Regions from separate parts of the Pan troglodytes genome. Here region 1 is linked to region 2. A link is a contact called in public HiChIP or PLAC-seq data. All regions are on one chromosome and are shown on one strand. The core of a region is the stretch at or near the end of the contact, and the rest is flanking DNA. Distances in the headings are between cores, read along the strand shown.

Evidence for each region. HiChIP or PLAC-seq counts read pairs in DNA pulled down with a chosen protein or histone mark.
Region 1: an H3K4me3 HiChIP or PLAC-seq map of stem cell-derived excitatory neurons shows a contact between it and region 2, with 2.3 times the contacts expected there. The contact joins the promoter of ABCD3 here to the promoter of SLC44A3 in region 2. A contact is called at or near these places in 1 of 7 Hi-C or Micro-C datasets (stem cell-derived neural progenitor cells) and 1 of 1 datasets of contacts at active chromatin or transcription factors (stem cell-derived excitatory neurons).

The regions. Positions count from the first base shown.
Region 1 is chr1:136,758,952-136,764,019 of NHGRI_mPanTro3-v2.0_pri, reverse strand. It overlaps ABCD3 (ATP binding cassette subfamily D member 3), which reads left to right and starts at 2,635. Exons shown (of 23, transcript XM_016922715.3): 1 at 2,635-2,968. The coding sequence starts at 2,859.
Region 2 is chr1:136,354,231-136,360,128 of NHGRI_mPanTro3-v2.0_pri, reverse strand. SLC44A3 (solute carrier family 44 member 3) reads left to right here and starts at 4,467. Exons shown (of 15, transcript XM_009425750.2): 1 at 4,467-4,604; 2 at 5,075-5,182. The coding sequence starts at 4,578. It overlaps LOC741049 (a long non-coding RNA gene), which reads right to left and starts at 4,408. Exons shown (of 6, transcript XR_008539718.2): 1 at 4,082-4,408.

The sequences.
Region 1 (5,068 bases), core at 1,386-3,885, 410 kb before region 2:
CAGAAGCAGTCTCCATTTCCAGTGCAGAAGTTCAGATAAGGGATTTTCAGACACAATATTCTACATTAATCTTAAATGTATGTTTCTAAGAACTAGAATCTTGAATCTGCTTCTCAGCCCAGGTTTGATATTACATACAGATCTGATTTGCTTTAGGCCTATCAAGCACTGCTTTATTTAGATTTTACCTAAACTCCTCTCTTTCTCTAAAAACTATAATGACTCCTTTTTTTTTTTTTGAGACATGGCCACAATTCCTCTGCTGTATAGTATCTTTTGCTGTAGCAAATTAATAAACTTAATGGGTTACAGATTTGGTCCTGGTGATTTTTGTCAGATGGGCTTTATCAATAGCTAAAATTATTTGAGCTCGAATAACTAGTGTAATTTTTTAGAATCTCCCATGCTTCTTGAACAAGGATAACTTTTAGAATGTTTTGTCAATGGATCATTTCTATCTTCCCTCTGACTGTTTTGAAATCTATTTTCTAGACTGTTTTTGACTAATCTTGCTTGTACTTCCTTCACTGTTACAAACTCTAAGATGATACCGTTACTTTCTCACAAGGTTCCCAACTCTTTTCTAGCACTTTTTTACTGAATTAGTAATTTCCTCTTTTGTCCTCCTGAGTGACTCCTGCGGTCCTTTAGAATTTAGCTACAGAATCACCTTTGTCAAGCCTTAAGCCTTTATTGAAAGCATTAGACAAAACTAAATATTTTCATGTTTGTGTTCTCATAGCACCTTGTTCATATCTCTAATATAGTACTTACCACATTTATACTTGATTTCTTTTACATGTTTTTCTTCTCTAACAGCCTCTGGAGAATATGATCTCCATGATCTGTTCATCCTTGTGTTATCTGTGCCAGGCATACTTAATTACGTAAATTATGTGAGGTCGTTGGGGCTCACAACACAATACTCCAAAATGAAGGTCTCAGTAGCAAAAGTTCTCTGCCCTACTCTGGCCCTCCTGTCTCTCAGTCCTGTATTTCCCTAGGCTAGCCATAGATATTAGGATCCCTATTCCTCAAGACAAGATGTAGAAACCAGAACCTCTATCCCCTAAAGCCAGCCATAAAAGCCTAAACATATTTTGCTAGTTTTCCCTCCCCCTTTTTCTGTAAAATCTGGCCATAAAGAAATTATCTGACCTGCCTTTTTTGACTGTAGGCCGTAAGAGCTCCATTCCATTCCTGCCCTATACCCAGAAGGAAGGAATGGTGCTCAGAAGGCCAAGAAGAATCTAGACGGGCCTTGCTGGGTGTCCTCACTCAGTCTATTAGCATTAGATTATACCATTTTTGTCCAATCACATTTCTACATAGCTGTCCATACTTTGTTGAACCTAAACACAAAAATGGACAATTTTCCACGTATCTTTGGGTCTCCATTCTGAACGCTCCCATGTATACACATTAAATTTGTATGCCTTTTCTCCTATTAATTTTTTCTTCTATTAATCTGCCTTATGTCAGCGGTTTTCAGTTAACTTTCAGAGGGCCAAGACCCTTTGCCCCTCCAGGTAATGAAAATGTCCACATGACAAATAGTGAATTAGTAGGAGCTTCAGTTCTGCATAATTTAGAATTCACTGTTGAGCACCTCTATACGCATGCTATTATTGTACCTCGTCTTTGTGATCCTCATAACCTGTATTAGGCAACGGCTCATGTATATTGAGAAAACACCTAGGGCACAGCACCACTACTTTGTAGGCTACTTTAATATGTATGTGCATTATGCGAGGTTTTATGAGCTTATTTTCTGACACACTTGCTTTTCTCCAGTTTCCTCAGCTGAAAACAGCGATTCACTGTTACTGTATATATGCTAGGCTCAATGCTGGCGATAACAATTCCTGCAACATAGGGTCAGACAGGAGAAGAATGTTGTAATCTGCAAAGCCCTTCTGATTCTGGGAGTGAGGCCAGCATTAACACAACGCACGATTGTTACTTCTGAATGTCCCTTTGCAAAGAACAGTGTTTCTCAAACTTTTTTCTGACCAGATCTGCATAAATACATTTTACATCGCCGGTGGCGATACATACGTGCAAAACACTGAAATCGAAATTTCTCTAAACAACTCCTTTACTACGTGATGTACTGTGAAACTTTTCTATTTTGTTCTATTCTCAATTTTATTAAAAACGGAGGGTGATGATCCCGATCTACCAAACCAATTTCACAATGCGCTAGAGATTATAACCCGCGGTTTGGAAAATACTGGCTTGGAAAAAGCTCTTTGATCTGTGTCATTCTCCTCACATCTCCCTACACCTCTGCGGAGTTCCGATTGTTTGGTTTCGTCCTGATAATCACTGTGCTGTGTTTTCCCTACACGCTCTGTGACGGGGCCGTCCGCCTCCTTCCTGGGCTCCTTTAAGAGGGTGGTAACGGTACATCACCGCGGGAGTGGAGAGGCAGGGCCCACTAGGTCCTCGCTGCAGGCCAGGCCCGCTCATCCAGTTATTGTGAAAGCCGGGGTGTGCGCGCGAAGAGTGGGAGGGTAGGGGTGAGGCAGGGGCAGCACTGACGCCTCGCAGGGCTGAGTAGCAACAGCTCCTCCGCGCCGCGTTTCCGGAGACTCTGAAGGAGTCCGCGCGTGCGCAGAGCGCGTCCCGGGAACTGTTCCGCCCACGGAGGCTGCCGAGCGCGCTCCCGCCGAGCCAAAGTACAAAGTGGGCTCCAGAGCGCGGGCGGCGCGGCGGCGCGAGCCAGGGGGCGGTCCTGCGCGGCCGGCCCCGCCCTCTGCTCTCCTCCCAGTCTCCCCCGCGCTTCGTGCAGTAAGGTAGCCGCTGCCGCCGCCGCCGCCGCGTCCCCTCGCCGGCTCGCTGGTACCGGCAGTGCCATGGCGGCCTTCAGCAAGTACTTGACGGCGCGAAACTCCTCGCTGGCTGGTGCCGCGTTCCTGCTGCTCTGCCTGCTCCACAAGCGGCGCCGCGCCCTCGGCCTGCACGGGTAAGAAGGCCCGTAGCCGTGCAGCCTTCCCGGGCCGGAGCGGGCGCTCCCCGCGCCCTCTCTCTCCCCACCCGGCCGACAGGTCTCTTTGCCCGACGGGGTCGGGCGGAGAGAGGGCCGACCGCGACTGCCGTGGGGCTTCAGTGTCAGGGTGTCCGCGAGTCCCCGCCACGACGGCGTCGGTCCCAGCTGGCCTGTTCGGCGACCTCGCTCCACCCCGGGAGTGCGAATTCTTCTTCTGCGCCCGCGGGCGAACCGGCGCCCAGCCAGCACTCAGGCAGCGGCCTCCAGTTGGGGGTGGGAGGGGGACGCGGTGTGTCCCCCACCCCCTTCCCTACATCACCCCCTTCTGTGTCAACTTTCTGGGTGTGTTCTGGTTTTGCCATCTCATCTCCAGACGGTGAAGGATTTGTTTTGGGGATGTGGATGTGTGATTGAGGATGGGGATTGGATTCGCCAGGCTGGAGGCTGGTGTCTAAGTCACTTGGACGAGGTTTGGCTCGATTCCCGACTAACTGCTGTTGAAAGTCGCGAGGGTGGCTTCTATGAAACTATTCCCGGTCCACTTGGCAGGATTGCCGTCTAAAGTGGTGAGCCCTTGGAGTCGGTGAACCCTTTGGTCGGTGAACATTTGGTCGATGGCATTTCATCCGGAAAGGCTGGATCGGTTCTGTCGGACTTACAGGGAAATGTTTTCCTTCCTGGGCTCTGTAGGTGAAAGATGAGAGTGTGGTTTAGGTGAGGATCAAGCTCCTTTTTAATGACACGCCACTGCTTCCACCGCGGGAGAATTTCAGTGCTTAGATTTAACTTTGGGAGGTTATCAGTTCAGAAAAAGGAAAAAAGAGAGAGCTGAATTACGGTTGCGACATACAGGTATGTATGTCACATACATGCAATTTTTATTTGCTGGACAAGTGAAAGAGAAAAGGCTACTTCCCAAGCATTCTTGCCAGTCATTGAATATTTCGTATTAAATCTTGACATACTACTTTCATGAATTTTATTTCATTCATTCCTCTGACCATGTACTGTTGCCTCCCGTGTTTGATTTGCCTACAATATCTAATTAGTAGTAAAATTTGGACTAAAACACAAATAGACTTCTAGTTTATAGTACCCTTTCCATTAAGTTCTTTCTAGCCGCCTTCTGTTTTTATCTTACTAGAGTCTGAAGTGATGATCTTTCTTTTCCTTCCTAAATCCATTTAACAGAGTTGAAAATGATTTGCAGCATAGTCTGGGCAATACAGCGCTTACTCATTTTTCTTCTATTCAGTTTGCTTTTAAAAGGATTAATTTGGGAAAATAAAAAGCAAGTTTTTCTGTTGGTTTGTATGAACTCCCAGTTGCAAATAGAAGTTACCTGTTACCTGGGAACATGCCAGTAGAAAGAAGATGTAAGGTCCTTTAACTTGAATTCTGTTTTTGCAAAGAAGTGTTTCAGGGCATAGAACAGGTGTTTTAATATGGAGGAGGGGACTCGAGGACAGCCCTACAAGTTCTGGATTACTTTTATGATTATATGTATATGTGATATAGTATCACATACATGCCACATACATATAGTACACATAGAGCTTGAAGAATTTTTACAAGTAGAACACACCCGTGTAATCAGCACCCAGATCAAGAAACAGAACATTATCAGCACCCCAGAAATTCTCCTCATGCCCCCATCCAGTCACAGTCCACCTAACTACTAAACCAGTTTATAAAACCATAGATTATTGGTAAGGGAAATTTTAAACAGAATCTAATGGGAAATAGTAGCGATAGAAGTAAAATAATATAATAGAATTTGCCTTATTAAATAATTTTAGCTGCTCATTTGCCATTGTAAAATGCCTAAAAAAAATTTTTTTTGAGAAATGTTGTGAGCTTTTGTGGGGATTAAATTCTTTAGCAGGAGATGTACTGAACAAAAGATTATTATTAGTCTTTTGCATTGGGATGAGTGGGGAAAATCTCTATTTTACACAGTATTTTGTTGGAGGAGATTGCAGATTCTGAGCAGATAATCATGAAGTTTAAATTGTTGAGATGAAATGATTGAACTATTTTGAAACCATTAAAAATGGTATTGAGTGTATTTTTGTA
Region 2 (5,898 bases), core at 3,218-5,717:
GTAGTGACTTAAAACAACATGCATTTATTATCTTATAGTTTCTGTTGGTCAGGAGTCTGGGCACAATCTAACTGGGTTCTCTTTCTTTTGTAATGTCATGTAATCATGGGAATGACTTTTCATCACATTTACCGTGTATTTTTGGTGTATTAGGGGTCTCCAGAGAAGCAGAACCAATAGGATGGATGGATGGATGATTGATAGATAAGATAGACAGACTGATAGATATTATAAAGAGATTTATTATAATGAATTGACTCTCATGGGATTATGGAGGCTGGCAAGTCCAAAATATGCAAAACCAGTGTTCTAATTTAAGTCCAAAGGCTAGAAGCTGCTGTAGAACAAGGAAATGTCAATGTTCCAGTTCAAGTCCAAAGACCACTAGGATGCTGTAGGCTGACAGCCAATATCCCAGTTCTAAGGCCATCAGGCAGGAGAATCCTCTTACTAGCAGGGTGGAGTCAGCCTTTTGTTCTATTCAGGCCTTCAACTGATTGGATGAGGCCCACATACATTAGGGAGGGAAAGCTGCTTTACTCAGTCCACTAATTTAAATGCTAATCTCATCCAGAAACACACTCACAGAAATACCCAGAATAATGTTTGACCAAATATCTGGATACCCTATGGCTGACCTATTCAAAATAATACATAAAATTAACCATCATAATTGGTTGAAAGGTACAGGTCCCACCCATATCTGAAGAAGGGAACTACATAAGGGTGTAAACACCAGGAGGTGGAAATCATAGGGGCCTTAAAATCTGTCCACCACACATACTGTTATTCATTACTTCTAATTTTATTGCACTGTGAAATTGATTGAGCCTCCCTTTAAGATCTAATACACAGTTTATGTTTTTACTTTAATGTTTCACATGTACCTGAAAAGAGAAAGGACACGTATTCACTGTTTGATGGAAACGTATATGAGTTATAAATATCTAATGGCTCAAGTTTATTAATTAAATTGTCCAGACCTTGTATATTTGTTTTCTGTGTGTATGTGTGTTGGGAGAGGAGAGGAAGTATCTACTGTCTACTTGATCTATTGGATACTGAGGGGAGCCAGTTAAAAATCTCCAACTATAATTCTGATTTATCTGTTTCTGCCAAAATTTCTGTTAGCTGCTGCTTAATAAATATTAAAGCTGTATTGTTGGGCACATTTATGACCTCCCTTATGAACTTTCTATCTTAAGTTTTATTTTGTCAGGTTTTAAAATTACTACATGAGCTTTCTTTGGTTCACATTTGCACTATATCCTTTTCAAGCCTTTTAACCTTTTAGTGTCTGTTTTACACAAGTTTCTTGTAGAAAACATATTGCTGAATCCCTTGCTTTCATTCAATTTGAAAGACTGTTTTTCTTAATTGGTTAGTTTAAGCCACTTACGTTTATTGTAATTGCTGCTCTATTTAGGAGGCAGCATAGAATAGCTCTAAGTATGGTTCTAAGTATGGGTTCTAGATCCAGACCACCTGGGTTCAGGCCTTGGTTCTGCCACTTTCTAGCAAGTTAGTTAATCTCAGTTTCATCATCTATAAAATGAGGATGATGAAAGTAATAGTACCTTCCTCATAAGGTTATTATGAGGATCAAATAAGAAACACCCAGAAAAGTATCTGGAACATATTAGGTACACTGAAAGTAAAAATTGTTATTAGTAATTTTATTTCTGCTATCAAATTTCATATAATCTAATTATTGCACTTTCTTTTTATTCCTTTTTCCTCTGCTCTCTTGCCTTTCATTTGACAAAATTTTCTTCCACTGCTTTAAAAGTTACATGTTTTATTCTTTTTTAATGGTAGTTACCCTTAAGACCAACATTCACAAATATTTATCCTTATTGATTTATTAAAGTTAACAATTTTTTTCATCTTCCTCCCATATGACAGTAATTTAACCCAGTACTACTCTAAGTACTCTAAGTAGTACTGGGTTACTTATCTCATCCATTCCAGAATGAGATTTGAGCCCACATGTAAATCAACACACAGCTTCCTTCATTGAGAAAGTCTTGCTACATAAGTGTCAGCTGAATCAAAGAGTTTGCTTATGACATAGCTGATATGCATTCTGGTACAAGCTCCTTATCTCTTAGAGAACAATTAAGTTTTGTGAACCGCCCTTTGAATGGCACTATTTTAGATCACTGTCCTATCATTTTGGCCTCTCATTCCTGAGCCCCACACCCCTCACAATATTGATATTGTCTATAATTTTAGGTCTGAATCATTATAAATATACTGTTCTTTGTTTTTAGACTTTTGAAAAGAGTTTTTGTAAGTCAGGTTTAATGAAATACAGTTTACATACAATAAAATTCACCTTTTCTAGTGTACAGTTCTACAAATTTTGACAAACAGATACCACTGGGTCATCAGTACCATTCTCCATCACTTCAGAATATTTCCATCACTTCAGAAAGTTTCTCCAGATTCCCTTCACCCTCAGCAGCTGACAACCATTGATCTATTTTCTGCCTTTTCCAGAATGTCACATAAATGGAATCATAGAGTAGCTTATTATATCTGACTTTTTTTCACTTAACATGCATTTGAGATCATCCATGTTTTTGCATATGTAAGAAGTCTGTTCCTTCTTAATGCTTAGTTGTATTTCATTGTATAGATGCATCACAGTTATGTATAGCCACCCACCAGTTCCTGGACACTTGGGTGGTTCCTGGTCTTTTTTCTAACACAACAATAAATTCAGCCTAAATATTTGGCCACTCTCATGCTATATCTATTGTATCATCTCCTGAATTTGTTTCTCTTCCTGTTTGATTACGTCCTCCAAGAATGTCATTCAAATGAATCTTTCATAAGAATATTTTTATTATTAATACATTCTCACATTCTAATGACAATATGGCTTAATAGAAAATAAGTTCAAAGTTATGCTTTTAAATACATACAGAAACATTTTGCTTGAGATAAACCTTTTCAATCTGAAGGTTTTTTTCTACCTTGAAATTTATCTCCATTATATCTTCAAATATTTCCCCTTCCCTGCTTTTATAATTCTTCCTTTCTGTTCTAGTTTTACCCTAGGTATAAGCTAGAAAATTTACAAATAAGCTAACTTGTTTTTTAAAACTTTTTCTACTGCCTCTGGAGGTTTGCTGAAAGTGCTCTTCCAATTACTAATTCATCGTCAGCTGCATCTTTTAGACTATTGCACATTACTAATACGTAGCATCAATATTCATTCTAATTATTATTTTTATGCTTAATATGTTTTAGTTTCATATTTTTTCCTGATTCATATTGCTAATATCATAACTCATTTTAAATAAATTTATCATGCTTATTTAAAAATCTTGGTCCATCTGCTCTACTGATCAGTTTCAGATGGCGTATGTTATTCAGTTGTGGTCTTTTAACAGTAGTTGCACTCCTCCAGTGTCTAATTCTTTGTCCTATGAATTCATGTTCCCCTGGGGTTTCACCTACTCTGTCTGATAAACATGCATCCAGGAAGGCCCAGTGAGTTTGCAGTGGGAGGGTGGTGTGAGCCCAGAAGGAAATCGCTGGCACCAGAGAACCACTGTCTATCATTCCCAGTTTCTCCCACTTACCCAGATCTTTCCTCCAGTCAGGTTTCTACCCTTAGGGAGAAGCAGCACCTAAAGGAAGCAATTAACCTAGCAACCCTGAGGGTGGCAGGGGGAAGGGTAGAGGCTTGATTGAGAGGAGGTGGAGGGAGGTCGGCCTGCAGTTTTTTTTTGTTTTTCGTTTTTTAAATTCCTCACCCCAACAGTGCTTTTGCGCTGGTCTGACATTACCTGGAAAACTACGCCACCAGTCGCTTCAGTGGACACTACCATTTCAATTGCGAAGTCAGGCAATGATTGCCCTAAGGCAAGGTGGGAGAGAAGTCAGAGTAAACCACCTCGAGAGCGCCGGTCTCCCGGAGTGTCTGGCTTCGACTCCTGCCTCCACAACTTACTGGGTCTCCTCGAACAAGTTGCATCACCAATGGCCGTGCCTCAGTTTCCCTCCTCCGTAGATTAGGAATAACAATAGCAGTGAGAACAGAATCCAGCACACAGTAAATACTGCTTACCTGTTTGCTATGTGGAATACGCCACTACACTGTTGCTCGGCCCTCAGGAAGGGTCTGCTGAGACTTTCTACTTCCTGCTCAGGGCAGAGGCCGACCACCCGCCCAAGGTCGTGGCGGCGCCGGCTCAGCTTTAGTCGTCAAAGTGCACATCCTGGGAGCCGCTGCCTCGAGGTGGTTGAGGCGAGAGGGCAGGGAAGCGTCTGAGCCTCTTCCTCCCACCAGAGCAGGACCCCAGCTGACAGCGGGTGAGCTGGGCAGAAACCCATGCCGGGAAGAGGCGGACCCAGTGGACCGCAGCGCCCGCAGTCGCCGGGCCAGGCGCAGAGGCGAACGGGAGGCGGCGCTGCACCGTGCCCGCCCCTCCCCGGCCCGGCCCCAGCCCCAGCCCCAGCTCCAGCCCCGGCCCCGGCCCCAGCCCCGGCTCGCGGGCGCTGCGTCTCCGCGTACAGGCGGCGGCGGCGGCTCCCAGTCACCGGCCCCCGCCGGCAAGCGCACGATGCACTGCCTGGGCGCCGAGTACCTGGTAAGCGCTCGCAGCCTCGGCCCTCGGGGGAGGAGCCCCGGGGAAGGGTCGAGTCCCCTTCCTTCACGCACCTTCCCTGCCGGACGCTTCCGCCTTTCCCGCGCCTCGGGGATCCCGCCCCCGCTTAGTACCTTGGGGCCACCTGGCGGGGAGGAACCTGGACCCTGCTCCAGTGCTGGGGCGGAGGCGGGGGAGACGCGGGCCGCGGGGCGCAAACTTGGGGTCGTCCTCAGGTGCACCTCCAGGTAAGCACTTGGCGGCAGGGGGCTTAACATCCGCTCGGCGCAGAGCAGGTGTTTCAAAGGCTGTGTGAAAGAGCTTCAGGTGGCCACGTAAAAAAATAATATTAATTTTAAAAATTTAGAAAAAGATTGGTTACTTTGGCCACTCTTCGAGTAGATTTGGGTTCGGTTTCCAGGTTGAGTCCACCTGTTTATCTTCTTTTTCTCAACTCTCCCTTTTTCTGGAAGGTTTCTGCAGAAGGAGCCCCTAGGCAAAGGGAGTGGCGACCCCAGATTTATAGGAAATGCACAGATACGGCATGGTTATTCCTGTTCTTTCTCTTTTGGACTGGTTTGGTAAGTGTGGGTGCTTGGTAGGAAAGAGGCCAGAGTGTGTGTGCACGTCTGGAAATAACTCTGTCCCAAATGTAAATCGTAGTTGGTGCCGCAGTGAGAGACTTCTGCCGTTAACCCACAATAAACATCAGTTAGTACTCGGGAGAATTCTTGTCCTAGACTCGCTAGAAAGGCTGTCTTTTTGCTACAGGCCATGTTCTAAGGGGTGACTCCATTAGGAAATGGGAATTAACAGTTTGCAATGTGATTGCTATTTAGTAAGGCCAATGTGTCTCCTTTTACTCTCCGAACTTACTGAACAGAAGTTCTTTTAGCACCTGCCACACCCCCAAATCAAATATTCCTCAAGCTTTGGGTGCACCTTTAACAAAGGAAAAGCCAGGGTAAGCCTAGAAATAAATTGCATTTCCTTTAGCTGAACATCACACACACACACACACGCGCGAGATATGTTGTGTTTAGTAGCCAATACTGTTAACCATAGCTAACAAGGAATGATTTTTCCCACTCTAATTTCGAGGTATGTATGATTGCTGGTAAACTCCATCAGGCTATGCGGTTATAATCCTGAGAGAGTCTGTTGGAAGCCGAATCTTGCTGCTTTTATACTTATTTTAGAATTGTAGGTAACAGCAGAAAACGTCTCACCCGACATTTTCAAAGGCCACTTTCACGAAATCATCCATGCCAGTCTAAGGCATGCTATTTGCTGCATG